2 separate regions of the Bactrocera dorsalis genome follow, and region 1 is linked to region 2. A link is a contact called in public Hi-C data. All regions are on one chromosome and are shown on one strand. The core of a region is the stretch at or near the end of the contact, and the rest is flanking DNA. Distances in the headings are between cores, read along the strand shown.

What was found. A called contact is a pair of places that touch in the nucleus more often than the background predicts.
Region 1: a contact with region 2 is called in a Hi-C map of whole body, with 2.4 times the contacts expected there. The contact joins the promoter of LOC105226447 here to the enhancer-like site in region 2. A contact is called at or near these places in 2 of 2 Hi-C or Micro-C datasets (both in whole body).

What each region holds. Positions count from the first base shown.
Region 1 is chr5:5,873,022-5,879,877 of ASM2337382v1, reverse strand. It overlaps LOC105226447 (protein rhomboid), which reads left to right and starts at 5,517. Exons shown (of 8, transcript XM_049458566.1): 1 at 5,517-6,158; 2 at 6,264-6,356; 3 at 6,425-6,448. The coding sequence starts at 5,997. All of the region lies in intron 1 of LOC105226437 (ATP synthase subunit b, mitochondrial), which reads right to left. LOC105226446 reads right to left here and starts at 205. Exons shown (of 2, transcript XM_011205318.4): 1 at 1-205.
Region 2 is chr5:5,826,046-5,833,520 of ASM2337382v1, reverse strand. The region is part of intron 1 of LOC105226437 (ATP synthase subunit b, mitochondrial); the gene reads right to left. Among protein-coding and RNA genes, the nearest start is that of LOC105226448, 26 kb to the right of the region's middle. Within about 2 kb of position 4,845, the one cell type or tissue checked has open chromatin away from gene starts, as enhancers often do.

The sequences.
Region 1 (6,856 bases), core at 4,268-6,767, 46 kb before region 2:
ACACCTTTGATAGCGATCTTTTGTTTCCTTTGTCCTTTCTCCTATTTTGCCTTTTTATTTCTTTTTTTCGCACAAGCTTTTTAACAATAAATTAGTTGAAATTCAATTTTTTTGCACGTTAAAATTTTTTTATTAAAATATTGAAAAAATATGTTATAAAACGTTATTCAAGTTCGAGACAATCTGTCGAATGAGAAAATTTTTGAAATTTACAAGTCAACAGTTTTCGAAATCTAGTCATCTTTGAACGGTGTCTATAATTGGAAATGCACAAGTTTCGCTTTATACAGTGTCGTACAGTGTAGGTTGGTTACTTGCAGCGGAAATAAGCGACCAAATTTTAAAAGATGAGAAATTGACCTCTTCGCAAGATTAAACCTGGCTAGTAGCAGCCTTCTTTGCGAGCTGACTCTAGTGCAGTGTTGTCCAACGTGACTGTGTGCACGTTATGCTTGTGTTGGTTATTCTAGCGTCAACTGATCGCAAAATTCTTCTTTGCTTGCCTACGAAGTTGAATACAGTAGCACAATCGTGCTTTCACAGACACTTGTCGCGACATGGCACTGTCCGTGCGCTATTGTGCGCATAGGCCGTGGACAACGCTGCTCTAGTGGGTAATTTCAAAGCCATTCTTCACTGGCTTTCTACCTCCATACTGAATATAGCCAGAAGTTGGGCATGCTTCTGTTTAGACAGCGTGCTCTAGCTAGTGTGGCCGCAAAGTATCCACTGTTTATTTCGTAACAGGAGATATTTCGTAATCGGCTCGTTGGTCTTATTCCGACACTTTGGTGTCTTTTTCGGCCGAGGCGAGAGTAGAGATTAAAGTAAAAATATATGTAAACGTCATTAGCAGTTTGGTATTTTTTACTATCTTGCGCAAATTATTTTCTTCCCAATTCCATTAAAGACATTAACTTTTCATTAAAAGTCCTCACATTTTGCCTGCGGGCTTCGAATTTTATAGCATTCTTGCTATCCTCACCATCGACGATTTTGGCAGTTTTGACACTAAAGACAAGGAGAAGTTTAGAATAAGTATCTAGTGTGGCCCAAAAAAGGAATGGAGGTGATTCTGAATACATGTAACCTAGGGACCCTATTTCAATAAATTTATAAATTATCAATAAATAAATTTATTTTTAATATTTCTTGAAAATTTGTAAATAATTTCCGCTTTGCTTATCTTATCTGTTTTTTACATTTATTTACATACTAATACATATACACACATACATACAGGTACTTTACTATACATATGTATATTGTACATAAGTATATAGAAAATAAACCCGTTAATAAAATTCCACCATTAAGAAAGTCATCTCAATAAATTACAATGCAAGTATCTATGTAAAAACAGAGAAGAAACAAGTAATCTAAATATAAGGCTACACACATATAGCTATACATACATACATACGTCTGTACATGAGCGAATACAAAGTCACGCAATGCATTCGGCACACGCAAAATCAAAATGTAAACAACCCCACTGGCGAAGAGCAAAACAAAATTCGATTGACAAGCACACACATACACACATTACATGTAAACAACAGTAACTTTCAAGAATCGCGCCGGTTGTCCCCACATTTATCAGCTTATTGGTATTCCACATGCTTTCTGCCTTCTTCCGCATTTCAGCTGACGGCGCTGCAGTGGATGTGGTGAGGGTGGCAGATACACACACTCAAATAAGCGGGTTGTTATAGGAGGCATTCCCCCCAGAGATGAATGTGCAGAAGAACAACCCTTACAGAGACGATTGTGGCCAAAACAAAACAATTGAGGTGACCAGACGTTTACATTTATAAATAATTAGTTCAGTAAAGAAAATTTCACAACCTTAATTAAATATCGGGTATAAAGGGTCTTGATGAACTGTATCTATAGGTTGCGTTATACATTATTGTTGTGAAAGAAGGAAGTGGGAAGATCGGCGATAATTCCCACCGGAGATTACAGCTTTTTTAGTATAGTCGTCTTAAAATAGTTACCTTATCGCAGAAAATGTCAAAATTTCTTCTGTTATGAAAAAGTTTGGTATTTTCTTAAACGAGTATATAGTATGGCCGTAAGTATGATACATATCTAATACAAAAAAAAAGCTCGCCAGTTTTGTAGTTTGGTCACCCAAATTGCTGCTTCCGTCGTCGCAGAAAACAAACCGCCTGACGACGCAGACGGCATTTTAGCCACCACACGATTTTAGTTATCATTTCGTCGCCTTCCCGTTTGGGGGTGTTGCATGTCTAACGGTTTGTCACTGCGCGCTATTTGAAACTTTTGCCGGTCGCATGCTCGTGTGCAGACATCAAACGAAAAAGCAATGAAAATTGTGAATCAAAAAAGTGCGAATAAATAGTGAAAATATAGTGCCAAAGTATGTTTGTATGTGTCTGTGGTTTATGTGAATTGAAATAGTTAATAAATGTGCGCAATTGTAAGTGAGCCTTTTTTGCATTCTGAAGCCTTTGCATATCCATAGACATCATAAATCACACATACGCACCCAAATGTGTGTATGTGTAAATGTAAATTTAGAGGGAGCATTACCATGCATGCAGTGCAGAAGCGTGTTTGCATGAGTATGTCCCAGTAAAGGCCGGCTTTGTAATTTTCAGTCCTTCGGTTGACTCGTCGACTGCCTTATCGACTTTAATGCCATTTACCTTTGTTATGATAATATTGTATGCAGTTTCAGGCGTTGTGGACACCGCCGGTCCGGTAATTAAAGGTTTCCGACCCTCTATGTCTATTGTTGTGGTTGTTGTGTGGTCGCGGTCGTTGCACGCTTCATCGACGTCACCAAACGTGTACCAACGGACGTCACATATTGTTGTCGGTTCTCGCACTCGTCACCGGCGACTGGTGCCGTCACGCTTCCATTCAATTATTAACGTGCTTTATAGTAGTTATTTAGCTCCTTTATAAGCGGTGGCTTTGCGTTGCAGTATTGATTTTTCCCCAAACTTCGAGGCGGCTTGGCCGGTTGCCGGCCTGAAGTGTTGTGAAGTGTGGAAAGTTGAGAAAAGCTGAGAGGCGATGTTTGCACTCAACACCTAATGAAGTGCTTTAACTCAAGTGAAGTGCCTAAAGAAATTCATGCCGAACGACATGTTAGGATAAACAAAAGGAATATTGAAGATTTAGTGATATTTATTTTTAGAAACTTTAAACTAAATGTACATATGTGTGTGAGTTCTTTAAACGTACGTATGTATATTTAAGAATGTGAGGACGTCATAGACCTTTAAAATAATTTCCGTAGCGCCATTATTGTCAGAGCGGCTAATATATTTGCGAGTGCTCGAGAATTCTTTTTTACAAGTTCTGTTGGCGTTCTAGGACAATTTGGGTGTAACACATATGAATTTTTAATTAGGATTTAGTCATGTCCGCCTGTCTGCATAATGACGAACTAGTCCCTTAATTTTTGAGACATCCATATCACACTACCATATCATATAGTTGCTAATATAAACTGAACGATCGGAATCAATTGCTGGAATGGAAAACTTTTCCATTTGACCAGATATCTAAAGCAATAATGCAATCTCCGAAGAAATTGTTCAGATCAGATCACCTTAGCATAAAGCTATTGAATAATCGGAATTAGGCCCTGGAAAATTTGTTTAATTTTTCGATATATCTTCACGAAATTCGGTATAGCTTATTGTTTGTGGTTATGGTGCAATCTCCGAAGAAATTGTTCAGATCGGATCGGCTTATAGTTCTTGTTAGGAACATTTTGTATTTATAAAGGGTATCAGTTTCATGATAGTACACACCAATACAGACAATGTCAAACCTTCGAGCGGATTTTTTCCGTGAAAAGCTTTTAATTTTTTGAAGCGCGTTTGATAATATACAACGCATGATAATTAGATTTATGAGCATATAAGAAAGCGATATTAGGACATTCGTTTTAAAGACAACAAACATACCGCAAATTGAATAAAATTGCGTTGGAAGCTTTGTTGTATCGAAGTTTGATTGTACTTATATCGGGTTTTTCAATAGGGATGATATGATTTCTAAGTGTAGTTTCGGACATTTTTAACATCGCATGATATGAAATTTTTACAATTTCATCATGGAAAGGTATACGCAAGAACAACGTTAACAAATTATTAATTTTTACTATCAAAATAATAATGAATAGTTAAGAAATGAAGCTTACCAAACTGTCCATTCTGGTGCGAAGAAAATCCACATCAAATCATGAACAACCATTACATTCATCCAAATTGACAGTTTGGTGCGGTTTTTGGTCCGGTGAAAGCATCGTTCCGTACTTCTTTCGAATTGAAGCTGGTAACACCGTTACTGTCAATGGGGAACGGTAAAGATCAATGATAACCAACTTTGTATGGCCGTAATTGGAAGAAGTTGATCTTGACAAAATCTGGTCCCAACAAGACGGGGCTACGTGCCACACAGCACATGAAACAACTGAATTATGGCGAGAAAAGTTTGGAGATTCAATTATTGGAAGAAATTGTTACATTGAATGGACTCCAAGAAGTTGAGATTTAACACCATTAGACTACTTCTTGTGGGGTTATTTGAAGTAATTGGTCTTTAGCAATAAACCAGACTATCTTCAAGCTTTAGAAGTCAAGATTGAATGTGCTATTTTTGACATACGACTTGATTAAGGGGAAAGAGTATTTGAAAATTAGATTCATCGTCTTGATTTAGCGGAAAGAGTACTTAAAAATTAGATTCGTCGAATTCGTTCCTGCAAAAGAAGTCGTGAAGGCTATTTGAATGATGTTATATTCGGAACTTAATTTTATCGACATTTCAATGTCCCTAACAATTAGTGCGTGTTTTTTTTAATCATATCACTCTTATTGGAAAACCCTGTACATGAACATACAACAATATACCTATAAAACATATTAAAAGAAGTAAGTCTTTATGTACACTCATGGGACGTGTATTAAAAATAAAACGACGAAATGTAGATCATTCACTTCCGTGGAAAAACGTGTTTTCGTGCCTTTGGCGTGTTCAAACCCGTCCATTATGGATTTACAAAGTTGCTTTATCGCCAAAGGGCGAGCAAAAATGATGATGTAAACAAGAAAGGGGGTAGGATATGAGTATGAGCACGAGGCCGTAGTAATTGGCGTTGTAGTGGAGGTAAATTAGTTTGTTTGCGAGCAAATTAAAGCTAATAATCATTTTTACAAATATCGAAAATAATGGAATTTCAATATAGAAGGGTAATTGTTAAAAGGGGAAACACACACCTTGAGGTGGATAAATTGCATTGGAGGGTGCACGCGATTATTCATATGTATGTATGTATGTATGAGCGCGTGTAAATTGCTTTTGAAATAAGCGGAAGTAATAAAATTATTTCCCGGGTATGAAATAGACTCTGGCATTGAAGGCCGGAAGTAGTCTACGATTAAACGGGATTTTCGCTTTGGCCCACAAATGTTTACGCAGAAGCCACGGTGAGAGCTTCAACGTGTAATTCGATGAAATGAGGGCGGAAATTAAAATTGCGAGTAAAAACAACTGTAAATAAATAACAGTACAAGAAAGAAATTATAGAGTACAATCTCATTGAGCGTGATTCGAACCTGCGACCATTGATACCACAGACCACAATTCTACGCATCACACCACGTCCATTTAAAAATTGAAATGCTAATTCTTAGCACATGTATATGATCATTAACATTGGTATTCGTTGCATACTTTAAGGCGCCACGAACAAAATGCATTTCTACACTGTAAAAATTTGTGTGTACGAAACACTAAATAGACACTAAAAATTAAAATGTGTAAATCATTTTAATAGCACAAGAACTGTAAAAATATAAATCATATGTTGCACGAAGGTACCTTAGCAAGGCTTTTACGCTGTAGATAGCATTTTATGCTGGTCTGTGGGTTGCTCGTAGTGGTGTATTTTCGGTGCAAGGTTTACATACAATCGCATCCCTGCAAGCGTAGTGAAGTGTAGTAGCGGCATGTGGAGCGGTTTCGATCGTTGCAGTTCCCGTGGCGTCGATATTCAGAGCACCAACAATGCTGGGAGTAGCCAACAGGAGACTCTGGCCGAAATTGAACACATATCAACGATAGCCGGCTCGCTGGTATCAATTGCTTCCATATCACATACACACACACAAGTACGTTATGTGAGTATGACAATGACTTTTGTAGAGAGAATCGATTGAATAGCTAGTTCAATGGCATTTTTTAATATTATTGCTATTTTTCTTTATCCATTGCAGCAATGTACAAACGATGCCGGTTATGAGACTGAACACACCTCGCTCAATTCGGACTTTGATGAAGCGGAACTGCGTCGCGAATTGCTGCGTGATGTAAGTCAATATATTTTATTAACGCTTTAATAATCACTTATTAATCCTCTTCTAAATCTTCTTTACAGAAATGGAAATTGTTGTTCGATATGGTAAGGCACCTCATAATATTTGTATGCTACATTTTATTGTTTTATATGGCCATAAATATCATGTATAATATTTAAAAGAACGTTACGGGTATTTTGCTTTCTTCACAATTTCTTTTTGAGAGTAATCCAATTTTATGCATTGGAATGTTTTGCTTTAGCGGTGTGTTGGTTACCATGCGTTTAATTCAAAGATGGGTACTAGATTGCAGGTTCGAATCCCAAGTGGGTGAACCAATTTATTTATTTTTTCTATTTTGTTATTTTTGTCGTTTAAAAACTATTATTTTATGAATTAATGGTTTCAGTGGAATCCCGACAGCTCACTGAAAGCCTTTTACTTTTTATGCTCCCGAAACACGTTGCTAAAGAGTGTACTCGTTTTGTTCACCTAACGGTTGTATGAATTGT
Region 2 (7,475 bases), core at 3,596-6,095:
CTACACATGGCTCTATCCTCCAAATGACGTAGACACCGCTTTCGGTCATAGCCGAGTTTACAACAGCGCGCCAGTCGTTCTTCCCAAAGTTTGGCTAATACGATGTCACGATCACTTCGTCGCAGTCGACGAATCTATAATTTTCAAATACAAGTTTTAGTAGTCTAAGTGGCTTCCTTTACACCAACAATTCTTAACCTAACTTAGAAGGAACCTGTTGAAGACGATCGGAATTTCTTTGCTGGTTGGCGGCGACTAATCATGATTCTGAGTAAACAGTAAGGGGATACATCGAAATCGAATTATTGTTTTGCTTTCAATTACTTTAAGTGTTTAAGTGAGCTTTAAAGTGCCTAAATTTTTACTGAAATTAACACACTGCGTGCAAATTAAATGGGACCAATTTAGAAATGTTCCTCAATAGCTTGAGCAAACATGTAGAATCGTCTGCATATATGAGTTTGGTGGCTTTTTTCGTGCCGTTAGTGAGTTGTTAGTGGCGCTTCGTTTCTTTGTCTGCATGCGCATGTGTCTGTTTGTGCGTTGGCAAGGACATTTTATAGCACTTTTAGGTTAATTGCCTCATCAGACAGCTCCGCAATGACCGCGAACGCTACATAAATTCCTAATTATTCGCGTGTGTTGCAAAAAAAAGCACGTGAGTGAGAAGGAAGTGTGCGCACAAATGGCCTTACACCTTGGAATATACATACACACACGTTGATACAAATGGGGATAGAGAATGCCTAGGTATATTTAAGTTATCGCTGCTATGAGGTCATTGCTACAAGCTTTGCAAATTAGTATGATATATATACATATATATATAAGTATATTATATATTCATGCAAATATAACCATTATCATATATATATATGTACATATTTAACGTTGCTGTCATTTGTACAGTTGCCGTTATTTCCCCACTTGCCGCTAAATAGCGCCGTGGTGGGTTCATATTTTAGGGGCGCAGCGCTCACATAAATATTTAATCATTAGCTAAGACATTTATAATCAAATTAATTCCAAATTATGATACGCACACCTCACGACAACAACAACGACGTGAAGGTCACTGACTTTAATGATATAAAATTCGTTTGGAAAATATGTATACTACGACAAACCCTTACATATCAAGGAGTAAGAGCAAAAAATTGTATATTCACTTATGTACTTTCTACAGTATTCATAGTCCATATTATAATTAATAAGAGCGATAATCAGAGAGAAAGCATTCACTCCATTAAACCCAAGAATTTGAGTTTTGGTTATAAAATGGTTATATAAAACGGTTATATTGGTTATAAAATGGTTATGTATTGGTTATAAAACGGTTATGTATTGGTTATATATCGGTCATAAAACGGTTATATATTGGTTTTATCTCACAGCGGAAGCAGAAATTTTTATACTATATAAATGTAATATGATGTAGAAAATCGAAAACAATAAGAAAACTCAATTTCGATGTTTTTTATGATCCTTTAATTTGCATTTTAGGTGACGATTTGAATCATTTGAAAATTTTGGATGTCATTTTTAAGCTTACCCAACAATAGAAATTTCCAAACTACAATAATATATGAATAGAGGATGTGTCCAGTTCCTTGCTGTAAATCAGTACGCTTGCTTCAATTGGAGTCGACTTAAGCCCTTTTAACAGACACCACACATATATCTACATATATATAATATGTTCTGGGTATGTCCGTTCATGGGAAGTCATTAAATCGTTTGTTATGTCACACGGCAAATCACATTCAAATTGTTTGTGTATCTACATGTTAGTGGGCTGGTAATCATTTGCTATCAGTGCTGATGATGACATTGTTGACAGTCAGCGATGACACCGTCGGTTTCTTTTACAGCATTTTCCCTATTGGCTGACATTTTGGTTATTTTATTGGCGCGTGTTTGTTGGCAATTTTCTTGGCACGCAACTCAACCTCCCGACAACTGCCTCCGACCTGGCAACCAACTATCGATTTGGTGTAAATTTCGTACAAATTCGCATGTTCGACTAAAGCTGAGAGCTTCCCTATATATTCAGCAAGTCTACGTGCTTTCCTGTGTGTGCGGTTACAGGCAAACTTCCTGCTTTACATTCATTAAATTGTAACGAGATATAGGATATGGTAGTCTAAGGAAATTAGGTAGACCCAAAAGCATGCTGATATGCGTACTTGTCTTTCGGCATTAATACTCTCCTAGAAATTATTAAAGCTTGAAACTTGAGAAAGCTCTTAGTAATTCAACAAGGAATGCTTTTCAATGGAGGCAATAATAGTTAAAGAAATAATTTTTTATTACTTATATCACATTCTTCAATAGAAATCATGCACTATAATGATGTTTTGCGTAGTTTCGGTATCAAGCGATGCTCTGATCTATTTTTTATCCACTGCAATAGTTTGGTACTTCTGCTGGGCCATTAGATTTCATCTAGAATACTTCGGGAAATGAAGAATAATTTATTTTTATGAGGAATGCTACCTTAATTATGTCTTGGGTTTTCTGCCTTTTGTATATATCTTAACCGCATCCAAGCAGACCAAACCCAAACTCTTTAATAAAAAGGGGCGACCAGAATACGAGAGTTCTCTAACGAAAGTGCGTTCTCCCTTCAAGTTTAAGACTTCGATATTCCTCGATACAATAGCTATTGATAAGAAATCAATATTTCACTTTAAAATTTGATGTTGAAATTTATTATTGACGTTATTTCCTTTTATTTCGTTGATTTTACGACTGAAGCCGCTAAGCGCTCACGGCTAGAGGTGTATATTCGGCTGCTGTTGACAGGTGAATGAGAAGTTTGAGTTTTATGAGTTGCGAACACAATTTGATTACGATTAATTGACACACGCCAACGGAACATTATGCTTAGTTGTATACTTTATTGATTTGAAAGCGCGGAGACGTCAAATGAACGCAAAGAGGAGCGGAAGAAGGTTACAACATTTTGTTTTTGATTACGACACGCCAGCGAATGAGTGAATCAGTAAGGTTCGTTTGCATTTCTAAAAAGTGATTTAACGCAGTTGTGGCGGTTATAAGAGAGGCAGAGTTGCACGTGGTAAGCTTCGTGATAAAATGTCAAGTAGTGAAAGAGATAGAGCTTGGGAGTTGATGATCCTTAAGTAAATCAGTTGAGTTGTACTATTGGAATCGTTAAGCCTTTGGTGCCATATTTGTATAGCCTTGATGGGGTGCATATTATATGTTTTGACTTTTGCCTTAGCTCAACCTCCTATTGGGATTGTTCGTGATTAATTTGTTTGCAATATTCTAAAGGAACTTCAATCGTCTCATGTTAAGGTAATTTTGCTTTGTAATAACTCGAGACCTTCGAGCAACAGGCGAGAGTCAAGTAGTCAATCCTGTTCACTTCTTCTTCACGACGATAGCGCTCCAGACGTTATTCTTTTACGCTGTTTAGCGCCAATTGGAGATTCCAAGTGTAGCCAGGTCCTAGGCTTTCCAACTGTCCTCGTTCACAACATTGATATCATATCATCGACGTGTGCCACCAGCTCTACACTTTTATAGAAGATGATCCCTTCTCTCTTTAGTTCTGCAACTCGGATTATTTTTCTCTAGCAGTAGATTGAAGAATTCGAATGATAAGGAGTCGCCTTGCCTGAAACCTCGGTTGGTATCGAACGGCTCAGAGAGGTTCTTCTCGATTCGATGGATCTTTTGATATTTTGGCATTGCTCAACGTCAGTTTACACAGCCGTGTTAGTGTTGCGCGGATACCATACCGGCATAAAGGTCTTTTTCGTGCTGTCAAATCGACGGAGGGGTGGTGTGTGTCGATCCTCTTTTCATGAGATGCAATCAGTTTCTTGAGATGGGCTTTAAATACTTTTCACTACTGAGATAATATTCATTAATTTACTTCGAAGCTCTATGACGCTTTAATATTCTACATGAAACCAAAGGATTAGAAATTGCTCATCTTTTGTGGCAACTGTTGCAAGCGCCAACACTAGTTCCGTTACTCGGTTGCCGTGGCTAAACACAATTTGCAACTTGCAAACCAATTTGTTAATTACATTACCAGTATATTTATTGTCTGCTCATATGCGTTGCTGCTGCTGTTGTTGTAGTTTTTGTTTGTTCTTGCCACAGTGGGGAAATGGTGTCGGCTTGCTTAACCCTGCTGAACTGACTTTGTCTGCCGAGATATTTGCTCACATTGCCATGATACACAGGCGAGAGTGCAAGCGCATATACAAACATACGTACTGATGCATTCTCGTATGAATGTGTGTGTGTGCGTGTGAGTGTGTGCGTTTCTGCAGCACAGTTATCAATTATCGCTCTAAGTGACTTCTTGGGTAGCCACGGCTGGGCTGGTGTTGGTCTAACTAACTCCGCTTCTGCTGGCTCTGCTGCTTTTCAACACCATATCGCCCAAGTTGTTGCTGTTAATTAGTTTAAAACAGACAATATCTCCGGGTGAAAAAAGGATAACAAAGGAATTTGTCTGAATGAAGCCTCGAAGGCGCTGCATTGGTGGCCAAAACCGACTGTGTGCTGATATCCGGGTTGCTCAATGTTTGTTGTTATTGTTTTTGTTGTTGACTAACATTACGGGTGTTCCACAGCGCCGACTGCACACATGCATACACACTCTTACATACATACGTGCAAGCATATTTTGGCCCATTGGTCTATAGTGTTTTGTCGTTTACCGACTGAGTTCGTAGCTATGATGTGCATATGTGTGTGTATGTGAGTGTGACTTCTGCCTGCCGGCTTTGGAATTCGTTTGAGCGCCCGTTCGAGGCAACTCGCTGTGTTGCATGTAGGCTTACTCATATATGGCCATGTATGTGGTGGTAAATATGTGCTTGTATGTGTGTGGTTGGCTTGCGACTCTGCCATGTCCTCTGTCCATTGATTCCGGTTTGCGTCTCGTTCTTTTAAATGCATTCGTTTTGGGTCAGTTTCTTTGCTTTTTAACGAGTTCATTCAAATGCGTTTTTTGTTGTTGCACATATCGTGTGTGTGTGTGTGCATGCAGTTGTTGTGGCAACATGCTGACACCACCCGCGGGGTTGTTTTCTTTCTCGCTTCTCCCATATTGTTGCGGGCACAAAGTGTGCGGCTGTGTGAGTGGCAAATGGGTAAATGACAATCGAATGCCTTACAACATTAAGTTATCAAAAGGCGACTTGCCGCCGATAAATGAAAGGTCAAAATATATAAAAAACATACAAAAATCACATTCATATACACACACATGCACTCAAAAGCGGCTCCCACTGTCTTGTTTGTGTTTCAACATATTTCTCAGTGGCAATGCGGAATTCTTCGCTTTGCGTGGTAAATATATTTACAAATCTTAATTATCTTCGCTTGGCGCACTTTTAGCATGGAATCGTAAAAGAGAGATGTTAGTTAAAACGCTCGGATATTTTCGCACATTCCATTGATCCATTTATCTGCTTGCGGGTCCGTCGTGCGGCGCTCGTGTAATGTGTCACATTCTTCGGCTATTAAATGTGTGCGCTTAGATTAGAGAGGAGCAGCACTTTAATTGGTTTTTGGGTGGTCAATCATTTATCTATGTGTGTGTGTGTGTATACGAGGCTGAACTAATTTGTAGTTGCACGAAGGTAAATTGCCGTGTAAGCGAAATGACTCAGACACATTTAAGTGCTATGCAGATTACTTGTGCTCGGAAATATGTGCGTCTCAAAATTTATTTTGTTTCAAAAGAAAAAATTTTTATGACACTGATAGTTAACGACTGGGGGAATACATTCATAGAACGCTCGGATTTTTCGTGCGCGTGTAGTTGGGTTTTCAGTAGGAGTCTATTGGTAAATTTTTGGTTATTATTGTCTTGGGTTTGCTATGAAGATATTTTTTGTCGAAATGCGGGATTTCAAATCTGTCAGCTGGGTTTGTCCGGAAAGTAATAGGACTTAGTCGATTTAAAAAAATTTATTGAACCAATCGTTACAATTCTTTAAAAACTTTCAAAATAGGCTCCTTCTGCGTCGATGAAGCGCTGTCAGCGCGATTTCCAAGCATTGAAGGCGTCACGGAAGACATTCTACAGAATATCCTTGAGAGCCTAGGTGAAAGCTGCTTGTATCCAACTTCGTTTGAGTCTCTTGAGGACATCCACGTAAAACTTGGCGTTGACGGTTTGTTCAGGAGGAACAAATTCGTAGTGGATGATGCCTTTGATGTCAAAAAAGACAATGAGCATTGTTTTTACTTTGGATTTGCTCATTCTTCCCTTTTTTAGGGAGAAGACCTCCAAAAAGGCCTGATACCACCGAAACACGCCACTTCTTGCTAAGGAAACATCTGGGTTAGCCTGCTTGTTCATATCAAACGTCTCTGTCGCAGTTATAGCGAGTTTCACACAGAATTTAATGGCGTGCCTCTGCTCTAACGAACGCTGCATTTTCGGCTTGCACCACTCACAGAAACACGTCGCGCAAAAATGTTTGTCCTGACTCTCCAGGTGTTCGGAGACTACTGGCCAGCCGCTCGTTCGTTAGCTAGGAACGTCGTCTACCATATTCAGTCGGTGCACGCTCCGAAGTACAGTAGCGGCAGAAGAAAATCAGTCCTATTACTTTTCAAACAAACCCTGTAAATACATATATATTTTATAAGATCTCCTACGTTTCCTTCTAGGTGTAACAAGCTTTATGTGCAATATCCAGTCATCCAAGTGCATCCTTGGACGAGTTTCTTTATCGATGATTCAGTCTAACCCTTTGTTCATTTACAAAAATGTGATTTTCTTTTGAGAACTCGAAAAAAGCTTGATTTGCAAGTGATTATCCACAGTTTATATTTTATAAAAAAGTATGTAGGATCTTTGTGGTTTGAGAATCTCAAATCCTTTTGTACGATCGAAGTTCAGTTTATCTAGACATGGCTCCGATTGTAGTAGTATTATAGAATCTCAAGAAAGTCAGCAAATATTTCAAATCTCCACAGAAACCAAACGACAAGGAAATTATGCGATTAAAAAATAAAAGAAATGCACCATATTGCGTATTTGTGGCTCAAAATCTGTTATAATCAGTCCGTTCGAGGACAGGCAAAAAAAATTTTTTTTTGATAATATGTGGAAAATATCGGTTCAATGAATTCTAAGGATTTCAAAGAGAGGTTTAAATAAGAGTTTACAATCGCCGACTGTAACAAAGTGACAACTCCGAACACACAAAAACAAGAACACGTGATAAACGAAAACCCAAACAAAATGATTCGAAAATCCCTATAGTACGAGTATATCTTTACATAAGTCTGTATGTAACGGGTGATTTTTTGAGGTTAGGATTTTCATGCATTAGTATTTGACAGATCACGTGGGATTTTCAGACATGGTGTCAAAGAGAAAGATGCTCAGTATGCTTTGACATTTCATCATGAATAGACTTACTAACGAGCAACGCTTGCAAATCATTGAATTTTATTACCAAAATCAGTGT